Linked DNA regions of Mus musculus: region 2 is linked to region 1. The links are chromatin contacts, called in public promoter capture Hi-C maps. All regions are on one chromosome and are shown on one strand. Each heading gives the region's core, a stretch centred on a gene start, on an enhancer-like site or on the middle of the called end of the contact. The rest is flanking DNA. Distances are from core to core; before and after follow the strand shown. Region 1 holds the start of Nabp1 (nucleic acid binding protein 1). Region 2 holds the start of Stk17b (serine/threonine kinase 17b (apoptosis-inducing)).

Region 1 (6,711 bases), core at 61-2,560:
CCTCTAGGCTGCTCAATGTTCTTAACATGGCTTGTTATTTATTCTTAAACTTTTCTCTATGCTGTTTCTCGGTATTATCCTTAAAAAGAAAAAGAAGTGTGTTTTTGATATATACATTTTCTATTTTCCACAGTATTTGCTTATATGATTCTCTAACATGCTAGAATATACTCTGCTGTTCCCATTTCTTCAATCTGTTTTGGAGGGTTACAATCATACTACTTAAACATAAAATACTTCTGGTTGAAGCCTCCTAGGGTCAAGATTGCCTAAATTGAAATCCAGTTTGGTTATTCTCTAGTGAGTTTTATTACTTGTAAACGGGGGTTAAAATTATCACTCACCATGAGATTAAATAACAGGTAATTATTTTCAATAGAAAATTGATGAAAAGAAATACTGATCACAGATCTATTTGCGACTGTACTTGGGCAATTTATTTATGACCCCATTTTATCCTCTATGAGGCAAGGATCCTAGTTTTATTGTTCAGATTGTTAAATTCTGGCTAGGAAGCTTAACCAACTAATTTCAAGGTCACACAATTAGCCTCCAGCTTGTTTGGTGGCAAAGCACAACCCTCCCTTTCAGGTTTTGTTTTAAGGTTCCCCTTCACCAGTGTATGGTTAACTCATCTTAGTTATATAAAAGCCAAGTGCAATTTAAAGAAAAGGGTTAAGGAAAAAATGAAATATCTGTGGAACTTAACTATGTATGGCTATTATCAGCATGAAAAGAGGTTTATTTACAAGTTACTTTTAAAAAGACCACCTCGTGTTTCTGGATCCCAATTTAAACACCTCTAAAGTACGAAGGTTGATCGCCAAGTTGCCTGCGACTGGGAACCACTCTCTTGGAAGCCTCGGACACCTTTAGTTCGCCCTTTTTTCTCTCTCCTTGATCCTGCTCGATCACTCTCTCCGTTCCTTCTCAACTGCATACTTGCTCTAACCACGGGGTTCGGAACATCTGAGTTCCACGTGATCGCGGGACTGAAGGGCAAAGGTGGCCTTACTGAAGGATCCTGAGGAATTAGAAGAAGCCAGGTCTCCCTCGGAGCACCAAAAGACCCAGCCCTACAGAAACCCGGAAGACGTGGAGCGACCAGCGGGAGGAGGGTGTGGCCGAGAGACCATTGGTCGGCCGGGAGGCGGTGCTTGTGCTGACAGTAGGGGAGGATCCAGGGAAGCTGCGAGCTCAGTGGCGCTGTGTTCCGCCCCAGAGGCGTGCTAGTGGGCGTGGTGACGTCGCGTGACGCCACAAGGGGCGGGGCGCGGCTTAATAAAGCCGGCCTGAGGGAGCGTTCGCCAGTTGCTGCTTGGGACGCGGGCTGCGCGGTTGGTGAACAGCCTTGCCGTTTTGCTGTCACGTACCTTCCCTGAGCCTGGGACGGAGGGGGCGCGCGCGTGTGCGTGTGTTGTGTGAGGGACAGCGGGACTCGGGCAGGGCCGTCTCCTGATCCCTTTTCCCTTAGCGGAGGCGGCAGTGCGCACGCTGGTTTGCTCGCCGCCCACTTGGGAGCGGGCTCAGGGTGCGGAGTGCGTCTTCGGTTTTGTTTTTTGGTTTTTTGTTTTTTTTGAACTTGTGAGAGTCTTTTTCCCCTCCCTTTTCCATTTTTATTTTCTTTTGGCTCCGTGCCTCTAGGGCTGGTTTACCCGGCCCCTGAATTACCGCTTCCTGACCCCGGTCGCCAATCTTGCCCCAGGTTGCTCCCCGGCTCTGCCCCTGCCCCTCCCCGAGGGTGGGAAGCCTTGCCTAGTGGGTCTCTGAAGCGTAGCCGCACCTGCCTCAGTATGCACGGGGTCAACGACCCTCCACTTTTTATAAAAGACATTAAGGCCGGACTGAAAAACTTAAATGTCGTCTTTATTGTCCTGGAGATAGGTAAGTGAGGTCCGCAGCCCGCCCCACACCCTCGAGAGCTCGGACCTCTTCCCCGCCCGCGACCCCACGTGCTCCTGGCCCAGAATCCTACCCGGGGACAGAAGTCAGTCACGTAGCGAGCCAGAGGAGGGTGAAAGAGCTCCCTCGAATGAACTCCTTATCTAACACACCTTTCCTTCTCCCCTTTTTGATTTTTAAATCTTCACAGGACGAGTGACCAAAACCAAAGACGGCCATGAAGTGAGATCCTGCAAAGTAGCTGATAGAACGGGAAGCATCACTATTTCTGTGTGGGATGAGATCGGAGGGCTCATACAGACAGGGGATATTATTCGGTTGACCAGAGGGTAGGTGTGCATAAATTGGGGTAGGTGTGGGTTTGGCCGACTTCGGGGTTCTGAAGTTGTTTGGCTCTTCCATGGGCCACTTCAAGAAGGGAGCTGTTTTAGTGGACCTCACTGGGAGCAGCTCACCTTCACAGCTAATTTGTTTTAGGTAGGGATTTAACTCCCCTCCAATTTTAAAGGTTAATTTTATTTTTGAGAATACCGTGTGGAAGTCAGTGAGCATTTATCAGTGAGGCTGATAAAAGATCACATTACCCTTTCCACCCTTTCTTGGAGACTGGGTTTTTCTGTGTAGCCCTGGTTGTCCTGGAACAATTCTATAGACTAGTCTGTCCTCGAACTCACAGAGATATACCTGGAAATCAGTTCTGTGTGCCACACCAGTTGGACACATTTCCTTTTTAATCAGTTCGTGTATGAAGTATAATGTCTTCCACCCCTTTCCTTTTTTGGTACCTTTTTTTGTACTCAATACTCATCGTTGTGATATGGACATGAATGAATATCTGGAATACTCATTCTTGAAAATGATTTCATCTGTAAGATCAGAGTTTCACAAAACCCAAAATAATACACAGTGGCAGAAGTTAATCTTTGATTCATTCAGAGTATTTAGTTGGTTATGGAGTTGGAATACTTTTTTTCATAGACTTGAAAATCTTACCAAATGTTGGCCTTAAGAAAAGTTCAGGAAAGAATCTTAAAAGTAGAATATGGAAGCTTCTGTGATTGGGAGAATTGTAATAATTTTATTGGTAGCCATCAGAAAAATAGTTGACAATTGCTGCTGAGCTAAGAGAATGGTAGAAGTATTGAGTCTTTGGGCAGGAGTTCTTTGATCCTATCTCACAGGCCTTACAACATTTTCAGGAAGTGAGGTAAGGTATCATCAAAGCAGGAAGTGAGAGTCAGAATTTAGGCATCTTATTCTCAGACATTGAGTCATTGTGACACTAAATTACATCTTTTTAACGTCCATGTCTTTTCCCCCCCAAAAATCACTTCTTTTGGAGGTTATGGGGAGAACTACAATACTAATACTAATCATAATATATGTTTTAATGAAGTTACCCACCTTGGTAGTTGTACAAAGAAACATTGAAAAAGCCAGACTTTGGTCTGATTCTGCTAATCTAGATTTAATGATGTCATTCACATTTAAAATTGCTCACACTAAACAATTGGTTTCATTCTGTTGATATTAAAAGTTGCAAAATTTGGGGAAACCAGCAGGGCAAGAAGATTAGTGGTCTATCTTTTTTATAGCTGCTTTAGAAAGTGCCAAACTTTGAGGAGCTTGAGAACTGCTGTCTGCAGAAGTAGACATAGTACTGTTATATCATCCTTGGCCATGTCAGTAACACAGACAATGCTGGTGTGTTGGCTTTATGTACCTTGTGGCTGAAAGGCAATACAAATACTGAATTTTTACTATTAGAAGCTCCTCCTTAGAATACACTTTGAATTCTATTTCTTTGAGTGTGTCTTTTGTCCCCTTCCTAGGCTCCTCTCCTCCTTAACCAAGCTTCACACAGGTGTTAATACCCATGCCAGTCTTCAGAGAGTAGAAAACATGTACGTTCTTCTAACTGTAATGGAGAGAATTTTACAGATGTTTTTTTTTTTCTTTAAAGTTTTTAAAGTTTATTTTATATATGTGAGCACACTGTAGCTGTCTTCAGACATACCAGATGATGGCATCGAATCCCAATTCAGATGGTCGTGAGCCACCATGTGGTGCTGGGAATTGAACTCAGGACCTCTGAAAGAGCAGTTCGGTATTCTTAACTGTTGAGCCCCTTACAGATATTTCTTCTGTTGAAATAGTCTGTTTTAAAGTAATTTTAAGGTGAACTTTAGTTAACCAATCAAACCAATTCTTCACTAAAAAAAAACCCATCTTTTGTTAACTGCTGATAAAGTCATTAATCATCTAGAAATAACAATAAATATGTACTTTACCAGAACACTACTTCTTTCCACTCATTCTCCTTGTACATAAGCTCAAATTTGATTTCATGTTTCAGTTTTCTCAGTTCTGGGATTCAAAATGTGTGTTACCATGCCTGGTCAAGATTTTATCAAACTATGCATTCCAGTTCCTCCTGAGGCTGAGACAGGAAGATGGCAAGGTTGGGGGCTACTTGGCTACAGAGCAACCAACCTGGGCAGTTTAGGGAGATGCCTAAAAATCAGGTTTAAAATCAAGTTCTAGGAATATAACTTAGTGACAGAGTGCTTGCCTAGTATGTTCAAGGCCTGAGATCCATCTCTAGCAGTAAAAAAAAAATTTTTTTCCTAGGGTTGTTATTTAGATGATTATGTCTTTTTTTTTCTTTTTCCAATTTTTTATTAGATATTTTCTTCATTTAGATTTCAAATGCTATCCCAAAAGTCCCCTATACCCTCCCCCCTGCCCTGCTCTCCTACCCACCCACTTCCACTTCTTGGCCCTGGTGTTCCCCTGTACTGGGGCATATAATGTTTGAAATACCAAGGGGCCTCTCTTCCCAATGATGCCCGACTAGGCCATCTTCTGCTACATATGCAGCTTGAGACACGAGCTTTTGGGGGTACTGGTTGGTTCATATTGTTGTTCCTCCTATAGGGTTGCAGAGCCCTTCAGCTCCTTGGTTACTTTCTCTGGCTCCTCCCTTGGGGGCCCTGTGATCCATTCAATAGCTGACTGTGAGCATCCACTTCTGTGTTTGCCAGGCACTGGCATAGCCTCACAAGAGACAGCTATGATGATGTCTTAATGTGGCAGTAGAATTTTCTTTGTATAATTTCTTATTAGAGTTACAGTTACAGTGACTGTATTTGACTTGACATGGTGAGTAGGCCCATGTATAAAAGTATACATTCCCTCTAGGTATGCATCAATGTGGAAAGGATGCCTGACACTTTATACTGGAAGAGGTGGTGAACTTCAAAAAATTGGAGAGTAAGTATTAAAGTGCATTTTGTTTAATTAAATTTCAAATAATGTCTACAAAATAATTGGTAAGTATGAACTATATATAAGCCACTAATTTTGCCTTTGGAGACTTGGCTTTATGCCATAGGTAGGTAACTGTTTTAAACACTATCAGGTCTGCTCCCTTTGAGAAGGTAAGCTTTTCCTAGCAGACCTGTGTTTAGACCAGCCCCAGTGGGGTCCTGTTTAACTTTAGAAAAATGTGTTTTTCAGGTGTCATTCGAAGTACACGCTCTTGATTTACTAAAATAGAATCTAGAGATGGGTTTCAATCTATAGCTTAAATATTCATTGTCTCTATGGATGAATTTGTATTAGAGTTAAATGGACTTTCAACAGTGACAGTTGAAGCCTTCTGTTTGTCCTATTCTATGTACAGTTCAAGCAGCCACAGCTAGTGTATGCCACCTGGTAATTAATGACTTCCTCCCCGACCTGCAGGAACATATGGGAGTGTAAAGGTGCTTTGGTCTCCATGCTGGCTTAGCTATCTGTGTTTCACCCATAATGATTCAGATTGTTAGTCTAGACTTTTTGGTTGCTGATGCTTAGGTATATCTTAGTGCCCATTAGATTGGAGGATATTTAAAAAGAGAAGTCACAAATAGAACTGAGAAGAGAGCGAGAGAGAGAGAGAGAGAGAGAGAGAGAGAGAGAGAGAGAGAGAGAGGGAGAGGGAGAGAGAGAGGGAGAGAGGAAGAAGAAGGAGGAGGAGGAAGGGAGGGGAGGAGAGGAGAGGAGAGAGAGAGATGAATTGTGTCTTGGTTAATATGAAAGGGAAAAAGTGTAGTCTGATTAAACATCAGAATTTGGGTTACCACTTCACCCTCATCAGGAAGGTGATTGTTGGGACTCCTGCTGTAAGTACAAATGTAATGCTCTTTAGAGTAATGTGTTATGAAGGTCTTTGGGGCAGAATTGTAGGATCTGGCTAGATAGTCATGGATACAGAGATTCTACAATAACGGAGGTCAGGTAAGTGAAGAACCACAGGAAATTACTCATTTCCTCATGGCTGTGTTCTTTGTCAGGGTCAATTTAAGACTTTCCCAAACTGGATCTAGTTCTTTTTAGAATAGAAGAGCTATGAATGTTCTTATATGTGAACAGGATATCAAGTTGTGCTCTTAGCCTATAAGAAGTCCTAGCCCAATATCTTTCTTAATCATTGAGAATTCTTTACCTTTGATGCTTATCTTTGCAGATTCACAGTGATTGGGCAAAAGAGGGATTCGATGAAAGAATCAAGTAGATTGGTGCTATTTTGTTTGGGATCTAGTTATTTTGGAAATTTTACAAGTTAATTAGTTAACATGCTACTGTTAAGGAGATTTTTTGACACTTAAGGTTTTTATTCTTGTAAGGAGATTATGCAAAAAGGTTCAGAGATCATTTAATTTGTCCTTTATTTTCTTTCAGATTTTGTATGGTGTATTCAGAAGTGCCAAATTTCAGTGAGCCAAACCCAGATTATAGAGGACAGCAGAATAGAGGGGTAATTAA
Region 2 (6,816 bases), core at 879-3,378, 2.3 Mb before region 1:
GGAGAAGGCAACCTGCTTACAAAATTAAATAAAATGCAAGACGACTGCTTAAAAGCTGGTGACAATGGGGATGGGGGTGGAGCTGATGACAAGAAGAGGGTGGTGGTGGTGGTGGCAGAGAAACTCATTGGTCAAGAGCACTTGCTGCTTTTGTAGAGGAGCAGAGCTCAGTTTCTAGTACCCACATCAGGTAGCTGATGACATTTAACTCCAGCTCCGGGTGGGTGTTGGGGGCAACACCTTTAACCTCCTCTGGCACACTCACCCATACACAAACACTCCTCACATAATGAAACGTCGTTTTTGTTTGTTTGTTTGTTTGTTTGTTTGTCTGTCTTGTTTTTAATAAGCTGGCAATGGGCTGGGGAGCTGTCTCAGTTGGTAAAAATGATGACCATATCACCACAAGGACCACAGTACAGATTCCCATGTCAAAAGCTGTACACATGGTACCTGATCCTGTCACCTGTAAGTCCAGTGGATACAGGTAGATGGACCCATGGAAATCACTGGTCAGCAGGCCAAGCTGAACTGCTGAACTACAGGTTCAGGGAGAGACTGTTTCAAAAACTAAAGGGAGAGGTATTGAGACTGACACCTGACATTAATGTTTCTGGCCTCCACGTGCACATACACAGATACACACAACCCCACATAAACACACACAACACGGCCTCTACATTCAAAAGCCGGAGATCAAGGAATTGTTTAAGTTTAAAACAGTTACAAACATCTAAACACCAAAAACGATCACAAGGAACTCCAAGAGGGCACTGGCTAAGCCTTGGTACTGACACTTTTGGATGCAGCTGCTGTTTCCTGGAAGAAAGTATGGGAACAATCTCATTGGTTTGTGGACACCTTAACATTTATGCTTCCCTGGCTAAAAAGATGCAACATTATCCATTTGACAACACTTAAAGAATCAATACATTATACTGAGGCCTGTCTAAATAACAACACAGACCTCATGAAATGGTTTTGATAACTTTAAATGCATGTGTCCTGGGACATACACTGCTTGGAAGGGCAAGCAGATGGCTTGAAGAAATCTTGGTTAAATGTGACAGGGGAAGAACATAAAATGGTTGCTAAGATGTTCTAAAAGCAAGAGAGTTCCACTCACAGAATTTTTCCCAATAGTTTTTTATACCTACTAAAAAAGTACCCTTCAGCAGTTCTAGATTCTATGTGTAGATGCTACATATAAACGTATAAGTAACCTAGGATCTTATATGTATGTAAACCTACTGTATCTAGCACGAAACTTTCAGTTTTTAAACAGTCTTCAATAGTTAACAGATCTGGGGGCCTGGGGGTGGAACTTAGAAGTGGAACCCTTGCTAAGCATGTGAAAGGCCCTGTGTTCTAACACTGCTAAGAAAGAAAGAGAGAGAGAGAGAGAGAGAGAGAGAGAGGGAGGGAGGGAGGGAGGGAGGGAGGGAGGGAGGAAGAAAGAAAGAAAGAAAGAAAGAAAGAAAGAAAGAAAGAAAGAAAGAAAGAAAGAAAGAAAGAAAGAAAGAAAGAAAGAAAGAAAGTAGCAATGGGCATTGAGCAGGTACAAGTTTTCCTCATTTCCCCTACCACAGTAAACCAGCAATTAGTTCATCTTCAGATTCTCCTACAGTGTCTTGAGCTAGTTAGTGTCTTAAGACATCCAGCTGTAGAGACTAGGATCCTGGAGTCCTATTTATGGCTTCAAGAACCCATAGCAAGCTGGAATCTCTATTTGTAGGGTAGGTTCAGGAGGTAAGGAAGAGGACAAGGAAGATTTGAAACACAGAACTTTAATCATCACAAGTCAAAGAGCCCGGACATCGGCTTCTTTCATCTCTTGTGTCCCGATACTTACACATCCCGGAACTACTCTGAAGGTGGAAAAAGTGGGAAAAGAGGCGCGGACCCCCCCCCCCCCCCAACCCGGCCTGCACACTGTCCAGTTCTAGGCTACATCCAGCAACCAAGTCTTCAGGCGCTCGGCGCTCCGCCCACTCCCCGCCCCCCTCCTGAGGCCCGGCCTCACAGCACGCGCTGCCGGCCGCCGCCCCGCCCCGCCCCCACGTGACAACCCCACCCTCCGTAATCGCTCCGATTGGCTCTTGGGCAGCAGAGGGCGGAGTCTGTGTCGAAGTACAGTGTCCCAGACGCGGCTGCACTTTTCAAACCTCAACTGTAAGAAGCGTCGGTCAGCGTCTGTGCGGTCGCCGCCGGGAGTCGCCTCACAGGGGCCTGGCTGACGGCGACCAGCCGTTGTGGGGAAGAGTGCGAGGTGAGCCCGTGTAGCCGTGGCCCGGTCGGAGGGAGGGCAGAACCCGCGACGGCGCGGAGCTGCGGCGGAGCGGTCGGTGTGGGGGCGCGGGGACCCTGCGGCGAGCCCGAAGGCCAGAGCCGGCGTCCCTGAGCGCGGCCATGCCCGATAGCCTCCGCGGCGTCTCGACGTGGTCCTCCGGGTGGCTCCGGGGCTCGCGTGCTGTGGGCGCGGGACGCCTTCACGTCGGGGCGGGTGGACGCGTCCGGCCAGCAGCCTGGGAGAAACTTTGCGGTCATCGCGTGGGCCGCTGTCAGTCCCGGCGTGGGGAGCCACAGCTGTTTCCGTGACTTTTTGGCTTTAAAGCAGTGGGAATTCTTCTGTACTTGTGACCCATCCTCAGACTAGACAGCCACATCATGGCCACGGTCTGGATCTTTATCCCGACTCGGCCTTACCGTGGGAAAAGCGCTTAATTTGGCTTCACTCTCGGGATATAGATGAGTGGAGACAAAGTTGAAAGAAACTTCACGGCCGGCCGGCTGGTGGCTAGTGGCCGTGGCTGTGCTGGGACTAGAGAAGCGCTGGCTTCAGCTTGCAAGTTGGAATTAAGAAATACTTCTGAAAGCCTAGGAATTTCAACCATAATCATTAGCTTGCAGTGTGACATTCACTGAGGGTTTGGCTGACGTCATGTTTACATACATGGTACCGATAACACCGAACCTCGCCGGCAGGTTTGATACCGTGTGGACTTTTTAAGTGTTCAAGACTGGGAGAGAGGCTGTGCCTTGAGCAGCAAGGTCTGCAGAGGTAACGAGGCAAGTGGAGGCATATGTAACATGGAATTTAGAACTCCAGGAGCACAGTTTTATTATGGAGAGATATAAACTCCTTTCTCATTGGTACAGTCTTCACAGTGAGATGCCCAGAAATGGTTTTCAACAACTTCATAAAAATTGAATCACAGTGCCTTAAAATTGTGTATATTAAAAAACACTAGTCCATGGAAATCGTGACCAAATTTTAGACCTGTCTTTTCACCTAATCTTTTTGATATTAATTTAATTTTTTGGTAGTTTTAATATTTCAAGTAATTGGTTTTTTTGAGATACACATACATTTTAGATAATTTTCTGGAATGAAGGTTTACTATTAAAGTAAATTTACTTACATGACAGTATGCTTAAGTTAGAGAAGTAATATTTCTGTGATTTCAAAATTTTTTGTATGTGGATAGATTGGTAATAGTTTTTCTTGGATTTTTTTTTTTTTTTTTTTTTAAAGTAAGAATTTAGTTTCAGGAGATGGCTCTGCTGGGAAAGGTTCTTGACACCAACTCAAATGTCCTTATCCCCAGGGCCTACATGGTAGAAAGAGAAAACCTACACTTACAGCTTGTCCTCTGACCTCTAAACTTGCATGTAATAAAATATTAAGAAAAAAATTACATTTTGGTTAAGGTAGAAGTGGCATTTTAGTAGAAACTTCATAAATCAACAGTCTACCATTTATATCTAAATTAATGTCTATAGACAATGTAGGCATTTAATGGCAGACACTTCTAATTTCATTTTTCAGTGTGTATTGACAGTGAACAGTTTGTCATTGGGGTTAAGTGAACGTATAACCATGTTTTCATTGGTTTGTTTTGTAGCTGCTTGACAATTATAAGGAAGAATTTCTGTGTCAAAATCTCCCAGTTTTTTAGAGACTCAGTTTAAAACTAAATTTTCTCAAGATATGATATATTATAATGCTTATTTCCTGTGTCTAAAATTCTTACCTCCTGCATCTTGACATTTACTCTACACTTGAGTCTTGCTTGCCAGTTTTAAAGGCTTTTTGTCTTTTGAGACAGGGTCTCACTTTATAGACTTAGCTGGCTTTGAACTCAAGAGATCTGCCTGGCTCTGCCTTCCAAGTTCTGAAATTAAAGGCCCGCACTATCAGCTCAATTTTGATTATTTGTCTACTTATATGGCACTGTTGGGGACTGAACCTATGCCTTGTGCATGCAAGTTGGTACTCTGCCAAAAGAGCTATATATGCAACTACACATAGTTTATATTATCTATACCAGACTATTTTGAAAAGGATGTGTTTTTGAACTGAGTTCAAGACAGAGAAATATTCTTTTTAATTATCTTGTGCATGTAAATGAACCCCTTTTTTGAATTTATATTTATACATGATATATTTTGATTGATCACTTTGCTTTTTCCAACTAGTGCAAAAGAGGATGTACTTTAAGCATTGAGAAATTTTAATTGTAAAATGGTAGTTGTTTTTTTAACCCTTTAAGAATTAGATTCCAGTTTACATTGTAACAGTTACTGAACAAACATTATTTCAGAGGTGTTATTAGTAAAGGGTACGGTAATTTATTTTACAACAGAAATCCAATTTTCCATCTGATGAGTGATGAGCCCGCCATTATTTCCGGTTTTCAACATCTTCTCACCCTACTTCACAATTACAGGATCTATTTCTTTTTCTGAAGGTGGGTGGGGATGGCATCAGGCCTTACTGTCTTGGCCCAGTGTCAGGCTGAGGTTCCTTGCCTGGGACGTAACCCCGCTGTAATCTATACTCTAGTGGTTGGACTAGAGTCAGTTGGCTTCCCATTGTAATTTTCAGGGAATTAAATTACTGGATTTTGCTTGCTGTTCAGTGTTTAAAAACAAACATAACAGTACAGTGCTGTGAGTAGAGTACATAGAACATAGAAATCGTCTGTCAACACTAATGCTGTCTTCCAGTCCCTGGCCAACTAAAACACATCCTTGAACGAACAGAAAGTTCTTATTTCTTCTAGATGCTAGATAAGTAAACCTTCAGTTTATCTGTTTCCTAGACACAGCTCAGTCTTGTTGGTGCCCATGTGGTATAGAGAAGTTGCTTGGCTGCCATAGTCATTCACATTTACTTCATGAAGGTCTATGGATAGGACAAGTATGTGGCTTTCAGGATGTTCTTAGCTAACATAAGCATTTACATGAAAACAAGTGGTCGCCTAGTCTGGAACAGTTAGAGCAGACTAAATGGTTTTTGTTTTTTGTTTTTGTTTTTTGTTTTTAAATCTTACATTATAATAGGTGATAAAATAATTTTATTTGATTTCTGAGTTATGTGGCTTCCTTGTTTTGAAAAAGAAGTTCTGTACGAGCAGTTTTAAATATTTTGTATTTAACCAACTACTAAAGTAAGCAGAGACTGTTTTGAAGGCTCCGATACTGCAATTTCAAGATGAGTCTCAGTTCCGCGTAATCCCTTTGGATGTACCTTATCATTTATAGCATTTTGTTCAAACAGTTTTTAATTCTTACCAGGTACCCCATTCGGAGTTGCTTAAACTCAAGTAAAAGGTTATTGTCCTTTGACAGAAAATATGATTGCACTCTAATGTTAAATTTTCAGGTAAATTGGTATGTCCAGAGTTCTCGTGTTTGAAGCATAAAGAAAAGACATTTAAGTCAACCTGTGGGTTTGAGGCAAGGCTTCCTGGGGCAGAGCATGAATACAAAGTAGCCATTTAAGGAAAGGTAGAAAGGATGTTTCAGGCAGAGAGGCAAAGCACAGAAGTGGAGGTAAAACATGAGACTGACTTGTGGCAGGAAATGAAGCTGGTGTGTACTCAGCTTCTGGGGTCTTTGTGTACCATGCTACAAAGGATTTTAAGGTTTAGTTTCTGGGGCTAGCAAAGGAATCAAAGCAGACAACTTACTTCTAAATGCTTTCTGTATTGCATTCTGTAATTTCTATTTTATAAGCCTTCTCATTTGATAACCTCGAAACGAATAACTTTTGAATGGCACTGCTAGAGATTTAGAAAGATGCTTATTTAGTTAGTGATCATACTTGCGCTCTCCATTCAAAGGTACAGATCAAATGTAAGATGTCGTTCTCTTCCTTCCTTTATTGATCCGTATCTGAATTCTTATTGTAATAATAGGAATTAATGAAAAAATTGGAAAAGGTATGGCATATACTAGTGTAAGATTGAAATCTTGTTTCTTCTATCATGCATTTATGCCTTCTATCAGTGTGTCTATAATTGTTTACAAACCCAAATTCATTAAGTTTCTTAAGATATTTTTATTGGTATAATCTGATAAAATATGAAGCAATTTCAAATTAAGTAAGATACATTTGTAATTTGTGAATTTAGAATAAGGTATATTCTTTAGAATTGGTTATAACTATGAATTATAGAAGAGAAGATCGGCAGATTGTTTATTAGAAGCAAGAGAATTAGTAGTAATTTTAAGGCATACAAGGAGAGACAGAGAACTGACTGTTAGCCCTCATGTATACCCATGTATCGTAAATGACAGGCAACCCGTTTGTAAAGACTTTGGTGGACAGAGGTGACATTTGGGCTCCATTATATAGAAAATTGACCAGAGGAGGAGAATTGAGAAAATACCTAGACTGACAATTCATTTACGTGTAGTAAATAGATAAAGGCAAACAACAAAGCTGTATGGATCCTTAAATAGCATCTGATGCAGGTATATTAGCAGCAGGTAGATGTGCCTAAGGTTAGTTTTCTTGAAATGTCTTCT

Evidence for each region. Capture Hi-C pulls out chosen DNA fragments and counts their contacts.
Region 2: a contact with region 1 is called in a promoter capture Hi-C map of liver, with 2.8 times the contacts expected there. The contact joins the promoter of Stk17b here to the promoter of Nabp1 in region 1. A contact is called at or near these places in 1 of 39 promoter capture datasets (erythroid cells), 2 of 484 Hi-C or Micro-C datasets (B cells and rod photoreceptor) and 2 of 9 other capture datasets (adipose tissue and liver).

Annotation. Positions count from the first base shown.
Region 1 is chr1:51,472,998-51,479,708 of GRCm38.p6, reverse strand. Nabp1 (nucleic acid binding protein 1) reads left to right here and starts at 1,310. Exons shown (of 6, transcript NM_028696.3): 1 at 1,310-1,884; 2 at 2,093-2,231; 3 at 5,104-5,175; 4 at 6,628-6,703. The coding sequence starts at 1,794.
Region 2 is chr1:53,780,527-53,787,342 of GRCm38.p6, reverse strand. Stk17b (serine/threonine kinase 17b (apoptosis-inducing)) reads left to right here and starts at 2,128. Exons shown (of 8, transcript NM_133810.3): 1 at 2,128-2,269.